3 separate regions of the Mus musculus genome follow, and regions 1 and 3 are each linked to region 2. Evidence: chromatin contacts called from public HiChIP or PLAC-seq data. All regions are on one chromosome and are shown on one strand. Each heading gives the region's core, a stretch centred on a gene start, on an enhancer-like site or on the middle of the called end of the contact. The rest is flanking DNA. Distances are from core to core; before and after follow the strand shown.

Evidence for each region. HiChIP or PLAC-seq counts read pairs in DNA pulled down with a chosen protein or histone mark.
Region 1: an H3K27ac HiChIP or PLAC-seq map of regulatory T cells shows a contact between it and region 2, with 4 times the contacts expected there. The contact joins the enhancer-like site here to the promoter of Anxa4 in region 2. A contact is called at or near these places in 2 of 39 promoter capture datasets (3T3-L1-derived adipocytes and fetal liver), 2 of 15 datasets of contacts at CTCF or cohesin (both in the NIH/3T3 cell line), 5 of 484 Hi-C or Micro-C datasets (LSK cells, bone marrow-derived macrophages, extraembryonic endoderm stem cells and 2 more), 8 of 115 datasets of contacts at active chromatin or transcription factors (bone marrow-derived dendritic cells, bone marrow-derived macrophages, embryonic stem cells and 5 more) and 2 of 9 other capture datasets (liver and pancreatic islet).
Region 3: a contact with region 2 is called in an H3K27ac HiChIP or PLAC-seq map of embryonic stem cells, with 9 read pairs. The contact joins the promoter of Snrnp27 here to the promoter of Anxa4 in region 2. A contact is called at or near these places in 3 of 39 promoter capture datasets (the 3T3-L1 cell line, embryonic stem cells and hippocampal neurons), 1 of 15 datasets of contacts at CTCF or cohesin (stem cell-derived epiblast-like cells), 34 of 484 Hi-C or Micro-C datasets (the Ba/F3 cell line, the C10 cell line, the C2C12 cell line and 18 more), 6 of 115 datasets of contacts at active chromatin or transcription factors (bone marrow-derived macrophages, embryonic stem cells and pancreatic cancer cells) and 4 of 9 other capture datasets (adipose tissue, embryonic stem cells, liver and 1 more).

What each region holds. Positions count from the first base shown.
Region 1 is chr6:86,898,686-86,902,585 of GRCm38.p6, reverse strand. The region is part of intron 1 of Aak1 (AP2 associated kinase 1); the gene reads right to left. Among named protein-coding and RNA genes, the nearest start is that of Aak1, 51 kb to the right of the region's middle. Within about 2 kb of position 1,830, at least 37 of the 459 cell types and tissues checked have an H3K27ac peak or open chromatin away from gene starts, as enhancers often do. A contact at or near this core is called in regulatory T cells, where this site is marked.
Region 2 is chr6:86,791,300-86,795,115 of GRCm38.p6, reverse strand. Anxa4 (annexin A4) reads left to right here and starts at 1,532. Exons shown (of 13, transcript NM_013471.2): 1 at 1,532-1,607.
Region 3 is chr6:86,683,058-86,686,873 of GRCm38.p6, reverse strand. Snrnp27 (small nuclear ribonucleoprotein 27 (U4/U6.U5)) reads left to right here and starts at 2,383. Exons shown (of 6, transcript NM_025665.2): 1 at 2,383-2,427. The coding sequence starts at 2,394.

The DNA of each region.
Region 1 (3,900 bases), core at 581-3,080, 110 kb before region 2:
ATGGGAAAATGGGTTATTTCTAGCCCAAGGATAGGAAAGTACATATTTTAAAATCTTGAAGCTTTTAAAAGATGTTAAGTTTAGAAGCAAATAAAAATAATATATTTTAACCTCAAATGTTTATTCGTATCAACTTTAGCCTAAAATTTTTATTATAGTTAATTTTCAGCTCATTTACATTTTAATGTGTTTTTTAAGCCCAATTAAAACATTTCTTTACAATTTAGTAGATCTCACTTGGTATAGGTGTCTCAGACCATTTTCAACATATTTTGAGCCAGATCATTTCAACATGTTTTGAACATGTTTAAACAATTATTTTCACTATTCTTTTAAATTAATTATTTAATTATTGACATCCCAGATGTCACCTCCTTCAAGGTTCCCCCTTACAGAGTTCCTCTCCCATCCTCCTTTCCTATTTTCAGGAAATAAAATTAATCCTTCTTATAATATCAGATTGAATATTTGTGTGTGTTTTCTTCAGCAAAACAACAACAACAAAACCCTGGTTCTTTCAAACGCTTCTAGATTCACAAGCCACTTACCAATTCTCCAGTACACAAAGTATACCCTGCAGAGCTGATGAAATCCCTCATAAGCAGCCTGATACTAATCTAGAACTGAAAGGGGCGTGGGATGAATACTTTTTTAAAAAGTCCTCTAGATACAAAGATCATCACCAGTTAGGGGACAAGGGGATGATTGCTCCAGGGTGGAAGCAGTTGTAAAAGCTTGAGTATATTAAGAACACTGTATCTCTTGGTTTTAAGACCCTGAAAGCCATACACCATGCTTCTGAATAAACAAATGACCAGAGCAGGGAGGTGTGAGAAAGTCTATGATGGCTCTTTTTGTTTGTAAAAGGGAGCTAATGACTTTGCAAATTCCTATTCTCCTAAAAAATGCTTGCCACTGAAGAAAAAAACACAATCCACATTTTAAGTGGCTATTCAATATTCTACAAAACAGAGAACTCTCTGCCAGATGCCTGCTTAATCTAGTTCGAATGGCAGGGAGGTAAAAGAAATTGGTTACCTTAGAGTTACTTCCAAAGGCCCCAATATAGTGGTCAAAGAAATAATTAGAGGCAAATCGGCTGTAGAAATAAAGTTTTATATCCAAAAGTCTTTGCAAACATGCAGAAAATAACACTGCGGTCTAACGTCTAATATTACTAGGGCTAGAAGACATACTGAGGTGTCCCATGTAACCATGTTACCCAGATGTCCTGGCACTCTTTCAAACACATCTATCACCATGTGAGATATACCAAGGGGCAACAGAAAGAACAAAGAGTTGGAAGTCAGGAATTCTAGTTCTGGGACAACTTCATAAAAGGCAAGTTAGCCCTGGGCACGTCACCAAGCTTTTCCAGAAACCTAGTTTTTTATCAGTATAATAATAATGTGGAGCTGGCAGAGGGGGGGGGGGGACCCTGACTTTTGGAGCATCTGCCATAATTTGATGAGTTTTCTGGAATGTGAAATATATAGCCCTACCTCCTGAACTCTGCACAGGGGCACTAACCAGAGGCCCTGAGCTACGGGAAGAAACTAAGAGCATCCCTTCCTGCAGGTGTTCCCCTTCACTCCAATCACTGATTTTCTCAACATCAGCCATTTTCAAAACCTAAAAGTAAAGTCAATTTGTAGTAGAAGGCTTCCTGGGGTGCTCAGGAAACTGGAGGGCTCCCTCTTAAGCCACTCCCTGTGGTGGTTTGAAGAAGTATGGCTCCCAAAGATTCATGTGTTTAAATGCTTGGCTCATAAGCAGTGGCATTAGGAGGTGTGGTCTTATTGGAGTTGGTGTGGCCTTGTGGAGGAAGTGTGTCACCGTGGGGGCAGGCTTTGAGGTATCCTGTGTTCAAGCTACACTCAGCGTGGCACAGTCTCCTTCTGTTGCCTTCAGACAGAACTCTCAGCTCCTTCTATCTGTAAGCCAGCCCCAGTTAAATGTCTTCCTTTCTAAGAGTTGATCTGGTCCCGGTGTCTTCACAGCAATGAAACCCTAATGCCCTGTGTTCACCAGACAAGCACTACAGTAGTGGGCAGTATCCCTGCAGCTGACAAGACAACATCTCCCTTACAACCTGAGGGCCAAACCAAACAGAAGGTTCAGACAGTGTCCCTTCACCTTCCTGACATCTTATGATTTTGTTTTTTATCCTTGGCCCTAAATCCCATCAAAGGCTCAGCAGGGATTCCAAACATGGCAGTTTCAATTTTAAGTTGACTTCAGTTTGTCTTTTTTTTTTTTTTTTTTTTGCAGGTTTTTTGTTTTCTATTTCAAAATACACATTTTTCTTTTTCAACCACAGTCCAAAACACATTTTCAAAAGGAGCCCTCCGGGCTAGAGAGATGGCTCACTCAGTAGTCACTGTTACACAACATGAGCACTTGACTTGAAATCCCAGTACCCATGTCTTTAAAGGTCTGGGTGCAGTGGTGTGTAATTCCTGCACTGGAGGTAGGAACAGGCAGGTCCCTTGAGCTTACTAGCCAGCTGGCCGAGATGAACTGATGTGCTTCTGGGTCAGTAAGAAACCCTGACTCAAAGTGGGGGGGCGGGGGGGGGTGGAGGAGGAGGAGGAAGAGGAGGAGAAGGAGGAGGAAGAGGAGGAGGAGGAGGAGAAAAAGAAGAAGAAGAAGAAGAAGAAGAAGAAGAAGAAGAAGAAGAAGAAGAAGAAGAAGAAGAAGAAGAAGACATGAAGAATGATTAAAGACACCAACACTGACCTGTTGCATCAAAATGTACATGGTCCCATTCACATGAACACATCTACATATATATAAAAGGTGGGTCTCTTTCCTCCTTCCCTCCCTCCCTCCCTCAATCTCTATCTATCCTCAAAGCCAATTTGCTGCCCTCTCTCAAGTTAGCCTTGAACTCCCGAGCTTCCTTCTATCACAGTCTTCCATATGTCTGTCACGCATGCCTGGCTTTGCTTTCTCTTGAATGAAAACTTCTCAGCTAGTTCTCAAGGTAGATGCAGAGTCTCTTCTTCCCTTGACCACCCAGCTTTACACCAGAGTGTAACGCACCTCACAGCTTCATTAACCTTCCCCCACTGATAGATAACCAAGCTAATAAGAAACATCTGCTCAGGCACCCTCAAAAGCTGCTTCAATTTCCTCCCCCCCACAACCTAACAACCTACTTCAAGAAAAGCACTAATGTTCTCAGTGTTATTTCACACACACACACACACACACACACACACACACACACACACACACACACACACGGAGGAAGGATCCATTAACAGTCTAGCCTCCTCCTTAAAGAAAAAACACCAGCACAATCAGGAGCTCCTACCCAGGCAGGCGTGACTCCTAAGCAGATGGCAGGCCTCATAATTAGGTCATTACATAATACCTGGTCTTTAACCAGCTTCTCTGTGCTTCATTCCAAGACTCTGGGCTGATGAGCTTTACACTATGGTTATTTTAATTATAATTTGTTCTCAGGAACACAGTAATACCATGTTTTGATAAAAGGAAAGAATTCAGGTTGGAGTGCAGAAGCGTGTTTTTCATTTAAAGAAATCCAGACTTGTACTGGTAACTACCCCTGGTATCTTGACTTCCCGATCGGTCACAGAGAATGAAGTTAGTACCTTGCCACACTTATTCTAATACTACCTTTAAAACAATGTCTTACTTGACACTCAAGGTCCCACCACAGGATTCAGGTGTCAGTGTTCCCCTTGGAGCTGACTTACTTGGTTATACCACACATTAGGTACCACAGGAGGCACTCAGCATCTTACCACTGAGCGTAAGATATGCCCTCATGTGCACAGGCAATGGCTTCTCACAGGAAGACTTTACATCAGCACCAAATCAGGGGCAGTCTTTGATATCCCTCAACCTCTCACTACAGGTACTCAGAGACCT
Region 2 (3,816 bases), core at 283-2,782:
AGTGTGAAGTCTGAGTCCTTAAGTTGAACAGCTCTATTCATTGTTTTGTCGCTCTGGGTTAGATCAGGTCCCCAGAAGTAAGACAAGATGCAGATGCCCTGTTAGTGCACTCCTGGGCATTCCCAGGAGAGCCTGCCATCTGTTGGAAGAAGTCGCATGTCACCTGTCAGAGCTCAGAAAGAGTCAAGACTCCTACTGGAGGTCAGCCCTTCCCTGATCCCAGACCTCAGATCCCAGATGAGCCTGGGTCAGATGGAGTCCTGGCCTTTGTTTCCCATAAAAGACTCAGGTGGGGACTAGCACTGAGTCTTCCCCGAAGACAGGTCTTCAATTCCCAGCAGCCAAGGGATCCTATGCTGGTGTGTAGACATACAGACAGACAAAAATCTGTACACATAAAATAAGTAAAATGCACACGTATTTATATGTAATAGTAAAAGCCTCTGTCTGTGGCTTCCCTACCTGGGCTAGGGCAGACTTTGGGAGAAGTGACATCAGAGGCCTGTGGCCTGGTTGCACTTGCTATAAAGATCAGCTTAGCTGTGGGCTAACTACAGTTCCTAGACACTAACCTTTATCCACCCCCCACCCCACCTCCCCTGCATGTAATTACTTTTAAAAGGATACAATAGTCTTGAATCTTCATTTTGTCCTTCCTATTACCATGATTAATTTTGTCTTCCCTTGTGGAAGCTTAGAAACATATAGACTTTGGAACATGAAAAAACAGGCCCAAGTCTAGATCAGCCTTCCTCCTCCTGACCCCCTCAGCCTTCCTCCTCCTGACCACACAATAAGCCACCTCCTCTAGCTACAGTTGCTGATACAATTTAAAATAATGACCACCTAGGTTTTGGTTGGCTAGAGAGCAAACACTGCCCAAAGCGACCCATTCTTTGTTAAATGAAATTGGAGGTTGCCTGTGGAGCCTCTGTTGCCTGCACCTGCCTCTGTTCTTCAAGCATTCATTATCCTTGTAGCAAGAGGCATGTGCCTCCGTGTCCAGCAAGGAGCCAGAACCAGGCTGGCTAGCAACCAAGAAATGCTTCAGTTGGAAGTTTAGTGGGAAACCCAGAGTTGCTTCTAACCCCGGTCCCAACGGTGACCTGTACCTGTCTCCGAGAACCCTTCCCCTGACTTTGAGGATTGCATCTGTCTTCTTTAAGGGAGGCGTGCAACTGCTGAGAATTTTCTGGAACGTATGTTATAATGTGAAAGGAGGACATGGACTGTGTCCTCAGATGTCACGTTCTGATTTTTCAAGTTACACTCTAGACTGGAGCGCCGAGGCCCCAAGTACGTTGTGCGACCCCAGCAGGACGCGAGGCTGAGACCCTGGGAGTCTGGTTGTGCAGGGTCAGGGTCCTGAGTGGGCTCGCTGTCCTCAGTGGGGTTAAAGGCCGAGTGCGTGATCTGCCTCAGGCCCCTCCTGGTGCTGGGGGCGATTCTCGTGCTCTAGCTGCGCTTCTCCGGGGAGGGACTTTCCTGTGGGCAAAGGGACAACCAGGAACTTGGGCTCAGTCTCCACCCCGAGACTGGGCGGGTCCTATCGGCCGGGACGAGGGTGTGGCATTCGCCGTAGTCTAGAGCCTTTCTCCGCACCAGAGGTAAGGGGCTTAGGGCAGTGGTCCGGACCTCCGCCGCGGGCTCTGGGGTCTGGGTGTGGGTCCTAGGCTCCGGGCAGGTGTCCTAGGCTCGGACCTGGAGATCTAGACTTCATTTGGGGAATCCTAGGCTGGGTCGCAGCTGGGGCCTGGAAACCTGAACTTAACCTCGGGATCCTGGGCTCGCCCGCTGTCCTAGGCTTGGACCTGGGAATCTTGGGCTCCTGCCGGTTGTCCTAGACTGTGGCTGGGGATCTTGGGCTCAGGGACCGGGTGCTGTGACCAGAGGCGGGTTCTTTGGGCCACTTGGCTCCGCGCCCTGGAAGCGTGAGGTCCCGGACCGGAGCAGCCACCTGGGAAACGTGGGGAGGAGCAGGCAGTGCCGCACGGTGCACAGCACTCCTGCAGTCCTTTGCTGAGTCAAAGCCCCCCCGGGACTCCGCACTGAGGATAAGCCACTGAGTTAACATTCTCTGAAGCTCACTCCAGCACTACTTGTGTTGCCTTTTCTTTTTGCAAGTAAGTTTGCTTTCTCGTCTTCTTAGGGCGCTCCTCGCCTCTCTTGTAGCGAACGGTCTCCACACAGTGCCTGGCGCCCAGGAATCATCTTATTCTTAGTTTTTATTCTGTGTCTGCCTGTGTCTACATTTTAACTTAGTCCTCGGTGCTTTGACCAGTTGGAGACTTTGGCGCCTAAGACAATTGGCGGTTTAACACTTTGCTGGCTCAATGTGCACCTCAAGGGTATGAAAGCCTCCATTTACTGGAGGAGCACTCTGGGCCTTAAGCAACTGCGCCTTTCATTAAAACTGGGCACTTTAGTGGATGGTGGAAGGATGGATAGGATGGCCGGTTGTTACCTATCCCTCTGCCCATCATTCCCAGACTCACTGTTTCCTTAGGTGGGAAGCAACTCCATTTATGGCCGTGAGTCCCTAGAGAACGGAGGAGAGAAGAACAAGAAGAGAGGACCAGGCATATATTCAGTTGATAGCGTGCCCCCAGCACACCAGAAGCCTTGGGTTTTATCCTTGGCTCCAAATAAATCAGGTGTACGTTTGCCTTTGAGGACAGTTTGGAGAAAATGACAGTCCCAACCCAAGCAACACCCTTTTGGAAGCTTCCCGTTTTAGATTTAAAAGGAATAGAATCTCATACTTCAGGACAATCGGTAGTTCAGGGTAATATTGGAGGGTAGTCTGGACTATTCGAGATCTGGCCTTCAAAAAAAGAAAGACCCAGCCAACAAAAAACCAAAACCAACACAAGAGTAGTAGGTAGGGGCTGGAGGTCTTGGTTCAAGAACACTCGATGCTCCCAGTACCCACTCCAGATGGCTCCCAACTGCCTGAAGCTCCAGATCCAGGGTGTCTGACACCCCATTGTGGGCTTGGAGAACACACACACACACACACACACACACACACAATTAATTAATTTAATGCTTTTGTAAAGAGTGTGCAGGAGAGGTTGAAAACTAGATTGAGATTACCACAGCCACTTGAGAGCCACTAACTTCAGTGATGGCCATTTTGCCAAAGCCAGTCAACTCAGCTTTCTGTTGATTTCAGGGCACACACACACACACACACACACACACACATGTACACTCACCCAGTGGTCCTAGAGACACAGAGCTATTAGGGAAAGGGTGATGATTTCCTCCTAGCTGGAGTCCCTGCTTTGGTCAGGGATCTTCTTTTTCTCTGAAAGCAGTCTGGAGATTAACAGGTCAAGCTGTGCCTGCCAGCCATCAGTACCCACAGGGTGAGCCTCTTGGTCCTCCCTCAGCCATCAGTGCCCACAGGGCAAGCCTCTTGGTCCTACAGCCCTACATCCCAGGGCACATTGCTTTGTCTGTGACCAGCCAATCCTTTCTTTTCCTGATCTTGCTTGCATAGTTGTAGGCTACCCTGATCCTCTCCAAGAGAGAGCAAGGTGAGGGGTCTGCACTGGAGATGGGTCATGTGTCAGGGAATGGGGGAAGCTACAGAGTGAGTAAGCAGATTTTTCTTTAAGTGTCAGTTTCACCCAATTACTCAACTAAAACCATGTTTTACATTTAAATTGTAGGGAAAATTGGGAGGAGAGCCCTTAAAAGTGTATTCTTTATTTTATCTTCGAATTTGAGATAGGGTCTAAGGTAGCCCAGGCTGGCCTCAAACTTCCTGTATAGCCAAGGATGTACTCGAACTTCTGATCCTATTGTCTC
Region 3 (3,816 bases), core at 1,134-3,633, 110 kb after region 2:
TTGATTCTAAACTTGGTGTGCATGTGTTTGAAACAAGATCTCACTATGTATCTTCTAGCTGGCCTCACATTGGTATGTAGACAGGCTGGTCTGGAGGATGCAGAAGCCCACTTGTTACTGCCTCTAGAGTGCAGGATGGAAAGCATTTGACCTCTTGCCTGGCTTGTGTTGATCGTAGAGGTTGGGCTTTCTCACAAGCTGACGTGTAATCATGTTCTCAGAGGGGAATAAATGCACACAGAAGGAGCTCCACTGAATTAATAAGGTGGCTCTTAGGGGCAAGATAGTGTCCCATGTTACTCCTTGGCACAAGAGCCCTCAAGTAATAAAGGAAGCACCCTTTCATTGTCTTCTATGTGGACAGCATCATGTTATGAATGTTGCAAACAGACAAACCCTTACTCTCTCAGTAAGCATTGCCAACAGGTAGGTAGGTATGTATGTAGGTAGGTAGGTAGGTAGGTAGGTAGGTAGGTAGGTAGGTGTGTGTATGGTGTGTGTGTGTGTGATATGTGTGTGGGGGTGTGGTGTGTGTGATATCTGTGTGTGTTTGATGTGTGTGTGTAATGGCTAAGCAGGTAAAAGTGCTAGGCACCATGCCTGTACGTGCCTCTGTGTGTGTGAACAAAGTTGTATTCATGTCACAGTGCAATAGCACAGTAGGTAATCTCAACTCTCGGGAATATTATTCCCAGAAACCCTCCTGTAAGATCAAATTCGGCTCAGTGGCCTTGTATCCCTCTCTAACACACTGGATACTATCCATGATATGAAAACAGCCTGTCATCTGCTTCCATGATGAAGATGGCAAGCCTCTTGGCAGAGCCCACATGATCCCTCCTTCACCCCAGTGCTGCAGTTGTGCAGGATCCAACATTCAGCAGGCATTCACAAATGTCTGTTACACTAACTTCATCGTACTTTCCAGCCACTTTTGAAAATTTGAAGAGGCTGTGCTAAGTGTTTTCATTACCTAAGATCCAAAGCCTGGCAAGGGGAGGTGGGAAGAAGGGGGCATATGTCTCTGATCACCCATAGCCCCCATGTCACTTTGCTGTCTTCTCACACCTCTAATACAGTGCTCTGGCTTCCTCAAATCCCCCTCTTGCACTGTGGACAGTGACTTCAGCTGTCCATAGTGGTTATCCAAGATTATCCCTAAAACTTCCTTATAAGTGACAGGAGATTCCCAGTGCTCTCCTACGGCTTGACACATAATCTCAAAAATATGGAAGTCAGGCCGCATGGTGGAAATTCTAGTTTAGTTGGGATCAGGTATAAAAGAGGCTGTACAAAAGTCTATTTATTTACCTTTTTTTTTTTTTCCTTAACATGATGACTAGTGGACCAAGTGTTTTCAAACTAAAACTAGCCTCTTCTGCCTCTTCCTAAGTTTTTGTTCTAGAAGCCTGTCCTCAGCTGTTGCCCGTCAAAGGCTGGCAAGAGCACTGGTTCCATCAGTAGAGGCTGCAGCCTTTCCCACTCGCTGTATACATGTTTTACTGCAAGAAGCCGCGTTCTTGTGTGTGTGCGCGAGCGCGCGGCTCATAAAGCCTTTCATTTTGAAGGTTACGGCAACATTTGGGAGGTTCCCTTCGGGAGTAGGATGGAGCCTTTTACTTACAAAAAACAGTAGTTGGGGCTGAAGAGATGGGAGAATGCAGTGGGTTTGCTGCTCACTTTCTCAGTGCCTACTGTCAGGTTCTCAATGGCCAGTTGCATGGAATACAAGGGACACCCACATACATACAAAAATAAAACGAACTCTCTCAAACCGCCATAGTAGTTTAGGGTGCAATCCCAGTGCTGTCACTTGCGCCAACATAAAGCTGACTTAAGAATTAAATGCAAAAGTCAAAAACAGCTCATGCCGATTAGAATTCGTGTGGCCTGACGTTGTAAGACACTCTTTCAATCCCAGCACTTGGGAGGCAGAAGTAGGCTGATCTCTGAGTTCGAGGCCAGCCTGGTCTACAGAGTTCCAGGACAGCCAGAGCTACACAGAGAAACCCTGTCTCGAAAAACCACAACAAGAAAGGATTGGTGTGATGTATTTTATACGTGTAGAGGAACGCTGGGAAAACAAGAGAGAACTGTGCTGGGTGGAGCGATACACAGGTGAGTTCTCCAGCAGGACAAAGGGGTAAATCGCGACAAGATTTAAAAAGAAATCTCAACTTGAAGAAGCGGAATTAGCGCCCAGTTCTTCCAGGAACTTCAGGCCCTGGGGCGACTTCCAGGGCAAGACTTAAGTCATCTGTTTGCTGGAGCCGCCGGAACCCTCGCCACGCGCTCTGCTAGTTTCCAGCCGGCCTGCAAAAATCAACTTCCAGCTGCTCCGGAAGTTGTGGGGTTGTTTCCGGGGCGGTCGGAGGAGGAGGAGGAGGACTCCGATGGGTCGAAGTCGTAGCCGCTCCCCGCGTAGGGGTGAGTCCAGAAAGTCTCACGGCTAGGGACGGTGTCAGGTGCTACCCACGACCTTAACCTCGAAGGCCCGGGAGAGTGCGGGACGGGGCGAGGCCGGGACCTGCTCTCCTCAGCCCTGCCCTGAACTAGAGTTCCACAGTCCCTTCGCTTAGCTCCTGGGGGACCGTGCATACATCATAAGTCAGCCTGCCTTTCTCTGTCCAGTCCCCGTAACCATCGTAGGTAACTTTACCGTGAAGGATTGGTGTGAGAATTAACGTCACCCTCCATAACATTCAACCTGCCTTGGCTCACAGATGCTTTCTAAATGTCGGTGCCCTGCCTGGGTCTTTAGTTGGAAGTGTTTAGAATTTGAGACCGCATATCCTAATGTCTTCTGTACATAAGACAGAGAGCATAGGACTGAGGCCGTGTAAGGTGGGACTTTGGGGAAACTCAGAGGATATCTGTATCCTCAGCCATGTTAAGGGATTAGAATTAGTCTCTAGTTGTTTAGAACAAGGCTCACCTTCAACTAATACTCAATTATCTTACTAGGCAACCAGGGCCTCAAGCAAATTGAGCCTTCGAAGTGCAGTAAATGTCCAATAGATTGGTTTTCCTTTGGGAAATACCTATTGTGTAGCATTATGCCTTACTTTGGCCAGTTTACTAATTAGTACAAGACATGGTAGAGCAAACAAGGGGGCGGGGATAGCCTCATACACAGCCATGCTTTCAGAAAACACAGAACTTTGTTTTAAAAATACGATTCTGACTGAAAAGATAATCTAATTGGATATTAGGCTATTGTATAAACGGTCGAAATATGGGTGATTTTAAAATACACCACATTGTTTGACTTTAAAGTAATTTAAGTGATGTTATGTGTTGAAATGTTAGTAGGGGTGTGTGTGTGTGAGAGAGAGAGAGAGAGATCAAGAGAACTGAACTTAGTGCCTCACAGATGCATGGCAAACAGGGCCTTACCATAACAGGGGTTGGTCTTGAATGATTGCTTTTTCTGCCTCCACTTCCCCAGTCCTGGTGTTACAGGTGTGTGCCACTATGCACAAGAATTACTTCTTGGTTTGTTTGTTTGTTTGTTTAGGTTTTTCAAGACAGGGTTTCTCTGTGTAGCCCTGGCTGTCCTGGAGCTCACTCTGTAGATCAGGCTGGCCTTGAATTCAGAAATCCTCCTGCCTCTGCCTCCCAAGTGCTGGGATTAAAGGCGTGTGCCACCGCTGCCCAGCATTTGTTTTTTTAAGACAGGGTTTCTCTGTCACTTAGCAGTGCCTATTCTAGAGCTCGTGGACTGGCCTGGAACTCACTGAGAAGGGCCTGCCTCTTCCCTGAGTACCATGCTCAGCTGACTTTTTTGTTTTTTTAACTGTTCATTGTGACTACTAG